Regions from separate parts of the Sus scrofa genome. Here all the other regions are linked to region 3. A link is a contact called in public promoter capture Hi-C data. All regions are on one chromosome and are shown on one strand. Each heading gives the region's core, a stretch centred on a gene start, on an enhancer-like site or on the middle of the called end of the contact. The rest is flanking DNA. Distances are from core to core; before and after follow the strand shown.

The links. Promoter capture Hi-C pulls out the DNA fragments that hold promoters and counts their contacts.
Region 1: a contact with region 3 is called in a promoter capture Hi-C map of liver, with 4 times the contacts expected there. The contact joins the promoter of C14H10orf10 here to the promoter of MARCH8 in region 3. A contact is called at or near these places in 1 of 5 promoter capture datasets (liver) and 1 of 2 datasets of contacts at active chromatin or transcription factors (alveolar macrophages).
Region 2: a promoter capture Hi-C map of liver shows a contact between it and region 3, with 3 times the contacts expected there. The contact joins the promoter of ZNF22 here to the promoter of MARCH8 in region 3. A contact is called at or near these places in 1 of 5 promoter capture datasets (liver), 1 of 47 Hi-C or Micro-C datasets (fibroblasts) and 1 of 2 datasets of contacts at active chromatin or transcription factors (alveolar macrophages).

The regions. Positions count from the first base shown.
Region 1 is chr14:91,117,068-91,119,767 of Sscrofa11.1, reverse strand. C14H10orf10 (protein DEPP) reads right to left here and starts at 1,436. Exons shown (of 2, transcript XM_003359280.4): 1 at 788-1,436; 2 at 1-211. The coding sequence starts at 184. The region is part of intron 3 of RASSF4 (Ras association (RalGDS/AF-6) domain family member 4); the gene reads left to right.
Region 2 is chr14:91,095,575-91,098,274 of Sscrofa11.1, reverse strand. It overlaps ZNF22 (zinc finger protein 22), which reads left to right and starts at 1,387. Exons shown (of 2, transcript XM_003483520.4): 1 at 1,387-1,475.
Region 3 is chr14:90,724,121-90,726,820 of Sscrofa11.1, reverse strand. MARCH8 (E3 ubiquitin-protein ligase MARCH8) reads right to left here and starts at 1,271. Exons shown (of 7, transcript XM_005671227.3): 1 at 622-1,271.

The sequences.
Region 1 (2,700 bases), core at 187-2,686, 390 kb before region 3:
GGGCCCAGGCTGCAGCCTCGTCCAGCACTGAGGTGGGCTGTGCCAGCTGACAAATGGACCTCACGTAGTCATCCAGGCTGGGGGAGGCAGGGGGTTCCTCTCCGGGCCCCACAGGCAGCATCTCCTCTGAGGTCTCCCGAATTGTGGGCAGATGGGGCACAGAAAGCAAGAGCCGGGACCTCATGGCTCCTTGCCACGGGGAAACTGCAAACTGTTGGTTGACAGAGGAAAGGGGATGAGACACTGCCAATACCCTGACACCCCTCCTGGGTCCCCTCCCCCATCTGAGGCTCCCTGTGTGAATTGTATGCCTGAGAGCAGTTTCAAGTCTACAGATACAAGAAGAGGCTTGAACTCCTGGACTTTTCCTTCCCCCTGATATTACTTCAGGCTCTATCCTTACTGTTGGGTAAGAACCTGTACAAATAAGAGAACCAAGCCTAAGAGACTGGAGTCAGAGAAAACTTGGGTTTCAAACCAAGCTCTGTACTTTCTGACCTGGGGTCCTTCGGCCAAGTCAGCTCTCCAAGCCTCCACTCATCTGAAAAACAGGGTTATAAATACCCACTCTCCAGGGCGCTGGGAGGAACATACGGAAGGACACCTCATGTGAAATCCGTTTATGAATATAACACTCCTTTATGAATATAATTGTCATGGCCACTAGCTGCGTCCTGTTCTCTAACCTGCAGTGAGGCTGTGCACGTCCCAGGCTGAGAACAGCCCTTGAAGCCCCACAAAGCCTCTCTGTTTTACCTCAAACCGGAGGGCAGTAGCTCTCTCTTACCTGTAGCTGAGGGGGCCTGGGGGTAGCAGGGATGCTGGATGGGCAAAGGAGTCCGAGGAAAGGTCCCAGGAAGCTTGGGGCAAAGAGATCGGGGTCCAGCGGTTGGACCCTGTGTCCCTCGTCAGATCGCTGGCCGGAGGAAAACGAGGATGATGTACCACGGCCTCTGTCCCATGTACTGCTGTCCAGAGCGGAGTCCCTCCCAAGCTGTCTGGCGAACTTTGAGGCTGGCAGTTGCTTTTATACCTTTCCACCAGCAATCAATTACTGTCACGAGGGCCAAAAATAGCAGGGCTCAGGAAGGCTCTCAGAGGAAAACAGCTTGGCAGGCGGGGCCTGGCCCAGCTGCCAGCTTGGAGCAAGTGTTTATGCCTGTGGGAGGTTCTGGGAATGTTTACTCTGCAGGGCCGGGGTGGGGCGGCCACAAGTCCTGGCCACTTCAGGCCACTGGGAGAGGCAGGGACTCCACTGGGCTCCCACAAGCAGCCCTAGGACCTGCCACCGCTGCCTAGAAATGTTTCCATTATATCTTCCACCAGCATCCTGCAACCCCAGGACACTGGCCCTGTGCTAGCTTAGATAGAGACCTGGGCCTGCACCTGCTAGAGGGCTTGCCAGACAGGGCAGTGCAAGGAGGTAGCCAAGGCCAGGCTTCCTGGGCCTTCTAGGAGTCAAGATGTGCCCACCTTCGTCTGGAACTAAGGACAGCCTGTGGAGTCCTGGTCTTGCCACTTCCCAGGGGTGGTGCTTTCAAATGAGAACTGGCAGCTTATTTGTTCCCCAGGTATCTAACTAGTATTCCTGTGTACCAGCGACTGTTCTATACGTAGCAGTGAACAAGTCATTGTGTCCCAGAGCTTAATTTTTAGTGCAGGAGAGCAGTAAGTACTTGGTGAATAGGTGCTGTAATGTTGGGCGTTGATTATGGCTGCAAAGAAAAGTCCAGCTGCACTGTGGTAGAGAGGTCAGGAGTGTGTTCGCTGAAAGGGGACATTGAGCAGAGAGCTGAGCAAATGAAGGCCGTGCCTTCCCAGCCAAGGGGGCAGCATGTGCAGAGCCACTGTGGAGAGTCTGCTGGGCATGCTCAGGGGACAGCCAGGGGCCACATGGTTGGCCCATGGTGGGGTGGGGTAGGCCAGTGGGTCTTGGCATGGACATTGGTTTTCTCTCTGAAGGTAATAGTAGGACTGCAGTGTTCCATTGAGGGTGCAAGAGTCTGGCTTCTGCTTCAAAGGATTGACTTAGCCGCTGCTCATGGGCTTTCAAGGGACAGCTAACAGGGAGACTGGGGAGCACCCAGGCCACTGCCAATGACTAGGGATGAGTGTGTCAGCACAGGAGGCTGCTGAGGATGAGGTGGGAAACCCTGGGGAAGCTCTTGTAAAGAGCCAGTACCAGTACTTCTCAGACAGGCCTCAGGCCATACTCCCATCATGGGCCCTCCTGGAAGACACCTGTCTTGTATCCACAGGCAGAGGACAGAAAGCAGTCATTGATACAACAGCCCAAGCCTGAGGTCTGATTGATGGATCCCAGGTGCTGAGCAAACAGGAGGACCTGACAGTCCCAAGTTCATGTATTCTGGATAGGGTATTCCTGATGGACTGAGGCATGGGGCCAGCCAGCTGGGAGATCAGGATTTCTGTTAAACGTGGCAGTTCCCACCTTGATGGCTCTTCTATCTGGAGGCTTCTGTAGAGCCTCTCTGGCTCTCTTAGGTTTTGTTAGCAATTAGCAAATTAGCCAGTAGGCTGAATTGAGGAGGGAAGTGTTGACGAGTGTATTAGAGCCCACAGTGATTTCCCAGCTTATAGAAATCCCAGGTCTTGGGACCTGTGTTCTAGTCCTGCCTCTGCTGCCACATCCTTCCCCACCTGCCTGGGAAGGCTTCCCAGGGGCCTAGAGGTCCCTCT
Region 2 (2,700 bases), core at 138-2,637, 370 kb before region 3:
AGCCTCATTTTACTGTAAGGCAGATATGAAGGTCCTCCGTGCTTCATGAAACTCTAGTAAAGATGAATGACCAGAAAATAGATGTAAAAGCACTTCCTAAATAATGAGCATCTTACAAATTCATTCATTCAACAGATACTTGTGAGTGCCTGCTACCTTCTGAGCACTGATACAACAAGGAACAAGAGATGGCTTTGTGTACCCCTGTGAGGGCATGGGCTTTGCTCTAATAACATGGGAAGCCTTTGGAAGATTTTGAACAAAATGAATGACAAGATTTGACTTGAGTTTTAGGAGGATCACTCTGGGGCTGTGAGTAGACATAGAGAGACCAGTGAGAAAGCCAATGCAACAATCCAGACAGGTCATAACAGGAGCTTGGTGGAGGTTATAGCAGTGGAGATGCTGAAAGTGGCTCTATTCTGGATATATTTGGAAGACAGTACCAACAGAATTACAGATGGCTTGGATTTGGATTTGGGGTGAAAAGAGAAACAATGACATCAATATTTTTGACTTGAGTAACTGAAAAGATGGAGTCACCATCAACTGCTGGGTTGAAGACTGTTGAATGAACAGGTTAGGTGAATATCAGAAGTTCATCTGGGGCTTTGTTAGGTTTGGATGTTCATCACACATGCAAAAGACACCGAGTAATCAACTCGATATATAAGTCTAGAGTTCAACAGTATTTGCATCCCAAGGTTTGACTGGAGTTACCAGTTTGGGAGTCTTCAGCATATACAGATGGTATCTGAAGCCATTAGATTTGGAGTTCTGCAGGTGGAAGGAGGACACAGATCAGGTGAACTTGCACAGGTTGGTAGAGGTGGTTGGCTGTAACAGAACAGAATCAGGAGACATCATTACTAAAGAGAAACAAGGCAGTGTGTTGAAAATCATGAGACTCTGGAGCCAAAAAGACGGGTACAGATCTTTGGCCATCAACTTACATAGTGTGAACGTGAGGCGATTTCTACTCTAAGCCTTGGCCTCCCTAACTGTAAAATGAGTACTCTCGTTCCTATCTTGTAGGGGTTTTTTTGGTAAGAATTAAATAATTGGCTCATGAAAAATATCAGAAATAGTTTAGGCTCTCCAGAAGTACCTCTATGTAATTAATAAGTGCTCCACATTTGTCGAAAGAATGGAGCCTCGGGGTCAGACCGGCTGGTGTTGCCTTTCAAAACCTTGACCACACGGGCTGCCACTCCCCCACCCTGTGGGTCGCTCCTCCATCACAAAGGGAGAAGACCACAAGTCTTGCGGTCCTGAGGGCCACAGGACGCCTTCCGAGGGGAAAACAAAATGGCAAAAAGAAAAGGGTTTCTTTTTTCCGGTGGGCCAGGCACCATAGAGGGTCGATCCGCCAAGTTCCTAGAGCGACCGCGAGGCACAGACAAACGGCGCGCTCGCACTTCCGGTGGCGCGAGGGACGCCGGGCGGGCGAGCGAGGGCCGCGGACGGCAGGCGCGGTGAGTGGCCCTGGGGTGCGCGGGCAGGTGCTCCGAGGCACCAGAGGCGCAAGCTGGGCGCGGCAGGGCGGCGCTCACCCGCCAACGGTGTGGCGAGCGCGGCTTTGGCCTCCGCTCCCGGGATGCCGCAAGGGCTCCGCGCGGCCCGCGGGGCGGAGGGAGTGGGGCGGGCCCGGCCTTGGAGAGGCGGTAGTTGGAGGCCTTAACTGTAGCCCCGGCGATTGGCGGGAGGAGGACAGGCCCGGGCTCCTGGCCGTAGTCCTTACGCCATCCATCAGGCGCCTGTCAGGATTAAACTTTGAACAAACGCTTGGGTAGCACAAGGCTTTTGTGAGAGCCTTGCAGATATTGACTCACTTAAACTTACAACGCCCTGATAATGTAGGGGTTTTATGGTCATCCCCATTTTATGTACTAGAAAGCAAGCACATTGCAGTTAGGCGTGTTCGCTTGGCTAACAGCCCGTGTACTGATATTCACCGTAATACCCGCATCTACTATGGAATTACACTGAAGACCGGTCAGAGGGCTGGACTTCACGTTGGGAATTAAGACTGCAGGTCATTCTGCTGCTAAAAGTACAAGCTCTGGGCTCAAGCTGCTAGGGTGTGGGAACCTGGCCAGAGTATGCCTGCCTTTCCTTAGCAGTACAACGAAGATAATACCATAAACCTACTCCGTGAATTAAGTAAGATGGCATAGGGAATTCCCTGGTGGCTTAGCGATTACGGTTTCGGCTTTGTCACCGCTGTGGCTAGGTTTGATTCCTGGCCCAGGAACTTCCGCATGGCCGGGGCCAGGCCAGAAAAAAAAGATAATAGTGACTGGCACACAGCTATCTGTTAGTGTGATTTCCTCATCTGCAGTGTTCCAGATGTGTTAGTCTCTGAGTTTCCGACCGGAACTGATTTATATAGTATTTAAAAATCAATGTGTTTTTTTCAGTATGTACTTATCATTATAGCTGTTTTCGAATACCAATATCATGTACCTAACAGATATCTCTTTGTCATAGATGTCCTATAAATATTTACTAAAGTTAAGAAATGAGTACTGTTCTCTCTGTATTTTTGTGTAGTAGGCAGTTTGTTCTAATACCTGCCTTAATTACTGCAGATATAATTGTTAAATATCCAGTTAAAGTCTTAGCGCTGTCAGGCCTGGAGTCTCAATTTTACAGTAAGGTGAAGGAAAGGCAATAACAGTGATGTAATTTTTGTTTTCA
Region 3 (2,700 bases), core at 22-2,521:
AAAAGTCTTCCATTCCCATTCTGTGCCTGAGCCGCCAAACCAGCAGTCATGAGGTCTCACTTCGGCAAAATAAACTTACTTCCCTGGGACTAGGATGCAAGAAAAGAGGGAAAGAGTAAGGTCTCTCTAGGAAATTCTGGGGCCTTATTCCAGTATATATGCTTAATATACTACATGACATACAGTCAGACGGATAGAAAAATAATAACGGAAAAATTATAGAAAACTTCACATACACAAAGGATTCATCTCCCGGATCCCATCAAATTAACAAATACACAAAACATTCACTAGTTAACAGCACTTTCCAACCTGTGATCTCTGGGGTCCCTCAGGGGTAAGTACGAGCGGAGAAGGGGTGAGGAAGACAGGCAGATACAGGTTTTGGTTTTATCTTTTTGACAGATTTGGGCTTCTAATTAAGGTTTTGGCAAGAAGGTTCCGTTGTATTGTTTAAAGCCTTGGGGGCGGGTGGGGGGAGGGACAATAACATAAACCATTATGACTTTCTCTAAGTTTTCCATTAACAACTTCACCCCAATGAACAAGAATCCCAATCGTGTCAGCGGAAACACTGAAAGACAGACAGAAACTGAGCAATTAAAAAGTCAAAATATCTACCTATGCTTTCGCTCTGGCAGCTTCCCATGTATGCAAGTCTCTCTCAAGATCACACACGTCAGAAGGGGAAGGTCCTCACAAATCACCTAGTCCAGACTTTCATTTTTCAAATGTGGAAACTCAGGCCGAGGGGAGGGCTGACTAGCCCAAGATCTCACAGCCCCTCCGGTGCAGGACTTCAACTGGGATTCCACGCTGGCAGCTCCCGGCCCTCAGCGCCCGAGGGCTCCTGCGGCTCCGGCTCGGCCTGGCCCAAGGGCAACCTTAGAGAGCCGGGGCGGAAGAACCCACGGCCCGGGGTCGCTATCGCTTTTCTGCCGCGGAAGGCAGTGCGGAGCCCGGGTCTGGGCAGCTGCCCTGATGGGCCCACCTGTCGCAGAAGGCACAGCCGGCAGCCACACCCCCTGCCGTGGCCGGGGGCTCGGCCGGCCTCCTTAGCGGCGGGCAGCGATTGCAGCGCGCCGCACCGGGAAAGCAGAACTGGAGGCCGCAGGAGTTACCTCAGGTGGGCTTTGAGCTCGCTGCGGGGTCGCCCCCGCCCGCCTGAAGCATGCGGGAGATGCGGACGCAGCAAGGCTGCAGCTGGGCCACCGCGACGCCTGTTTACACCCCTCCGCGGGAGGACGCCGACTGGCCCGTCACGTGATGCATACGTCACGAGCTCGGCCCGGGGAGGGCGGAGGCGTTGCTCGGCGACGATGGCGCTCCAGGGGCGGCGCTGATAGCAGCGGCTGGCTCCCTCTGTGCTCCGGCTTCGCAGTCTACGGTGCGAAGGTGACAACCTTGTCGCCCTGACCAACCTGAAGGAGGAGGAACGACTCCCGCCACCCTGGCCTCGTCCTTTAGTGACCCCTGAGCCGGACTGCCTGTTATTATTCGTGTTTTGGAAGGGGGAGGGAATTCGGTCTGGCTTATCTTGTTGAACTTGGAGAAAAAAATGGAAAATACTTCCTTTTTCAAAGCTTGCAGAGGAAGGGAGAGCCTTAAGAACACATTTGTTTGCGTCTGCTAAGATAGAGTGAAGGTCCACAGCCTACCTCTCCCAGCCCCCATCAAAGAAAGCGTGTGAGGAAAGCTTATGAAACTTACAATTTTTACTTTAAACTATATTTTAATTTTCATGATTAGCCTTTGTATGTGTAAATACAAACATATCTAAATAAATATTTGATTTGGCATTCAGCTTTTGTCCACATCAAACATTCCTGATTATGGCTCTCACTTTGTTTGTAGCAACTATTTCTACCAAGTCCAGTTTTCCTAGATCGAACTTTACCGACAATTTCTCCCATAATATTCATCATGAACTGCGTAAAAGATGAGTAGTTTGTATTATTTTTTACTAAATTCGTGAATGAATTGTGAGCAAATACCTTCAAATATTCCAGAATTGTTCTGTTGTCCAGGTGTGATCTATTTCATAAGCATGTTCCTCCATACAATTGTGATCACTTTGCATACTTACCTATTTGTAAACAAATTGACAAGGTCAAAACAGTGGACTCAAAATATCCTCCAGGAGAGTTCCCTGGTGGTCTAGTGATTGGGATGTTGCACTTTTACCCTTGCAGCCAGAGATCCCACATCAAGCTGCTGCAGGTAACAGCCAAGAAAAAAAATCCTCAAGGTCAATAGGACAAGGTCAAACATCATTTTCATTTCTTGAACACACCTAGAATGCAGCCCTGCAAAGAGTACAAAATATAGTGCTGAATCTTGTGCATATTCATCTTTTCTATGGAAAATAGGTTATAAGGCCTGTTTGACCTTTTCTTACTGCCTCTGGGAACAGATAGTTCATGAAGGCAGGAACGGTATCTTCCATTGGTACACTTTTATGCCTAGGAAGCATGTCTGGGAAGCAAAATAGATGGTTGATCTATGGACGTGGAATACTGCCATTCTATAGGAAGTGGCCAAGAACCTTTTGTAAATCCAGAGGGATCATAAGTTAGGCTGTACTCAGAAGCAATGCTAGGATGAGCCCTGTCTCACTCATTATTGTATAGACAATTTACTTAACACTTCTGAGCCTCTTTCTCCACCATCTATAATATCTACTGAACAGTTTTGAAGAGG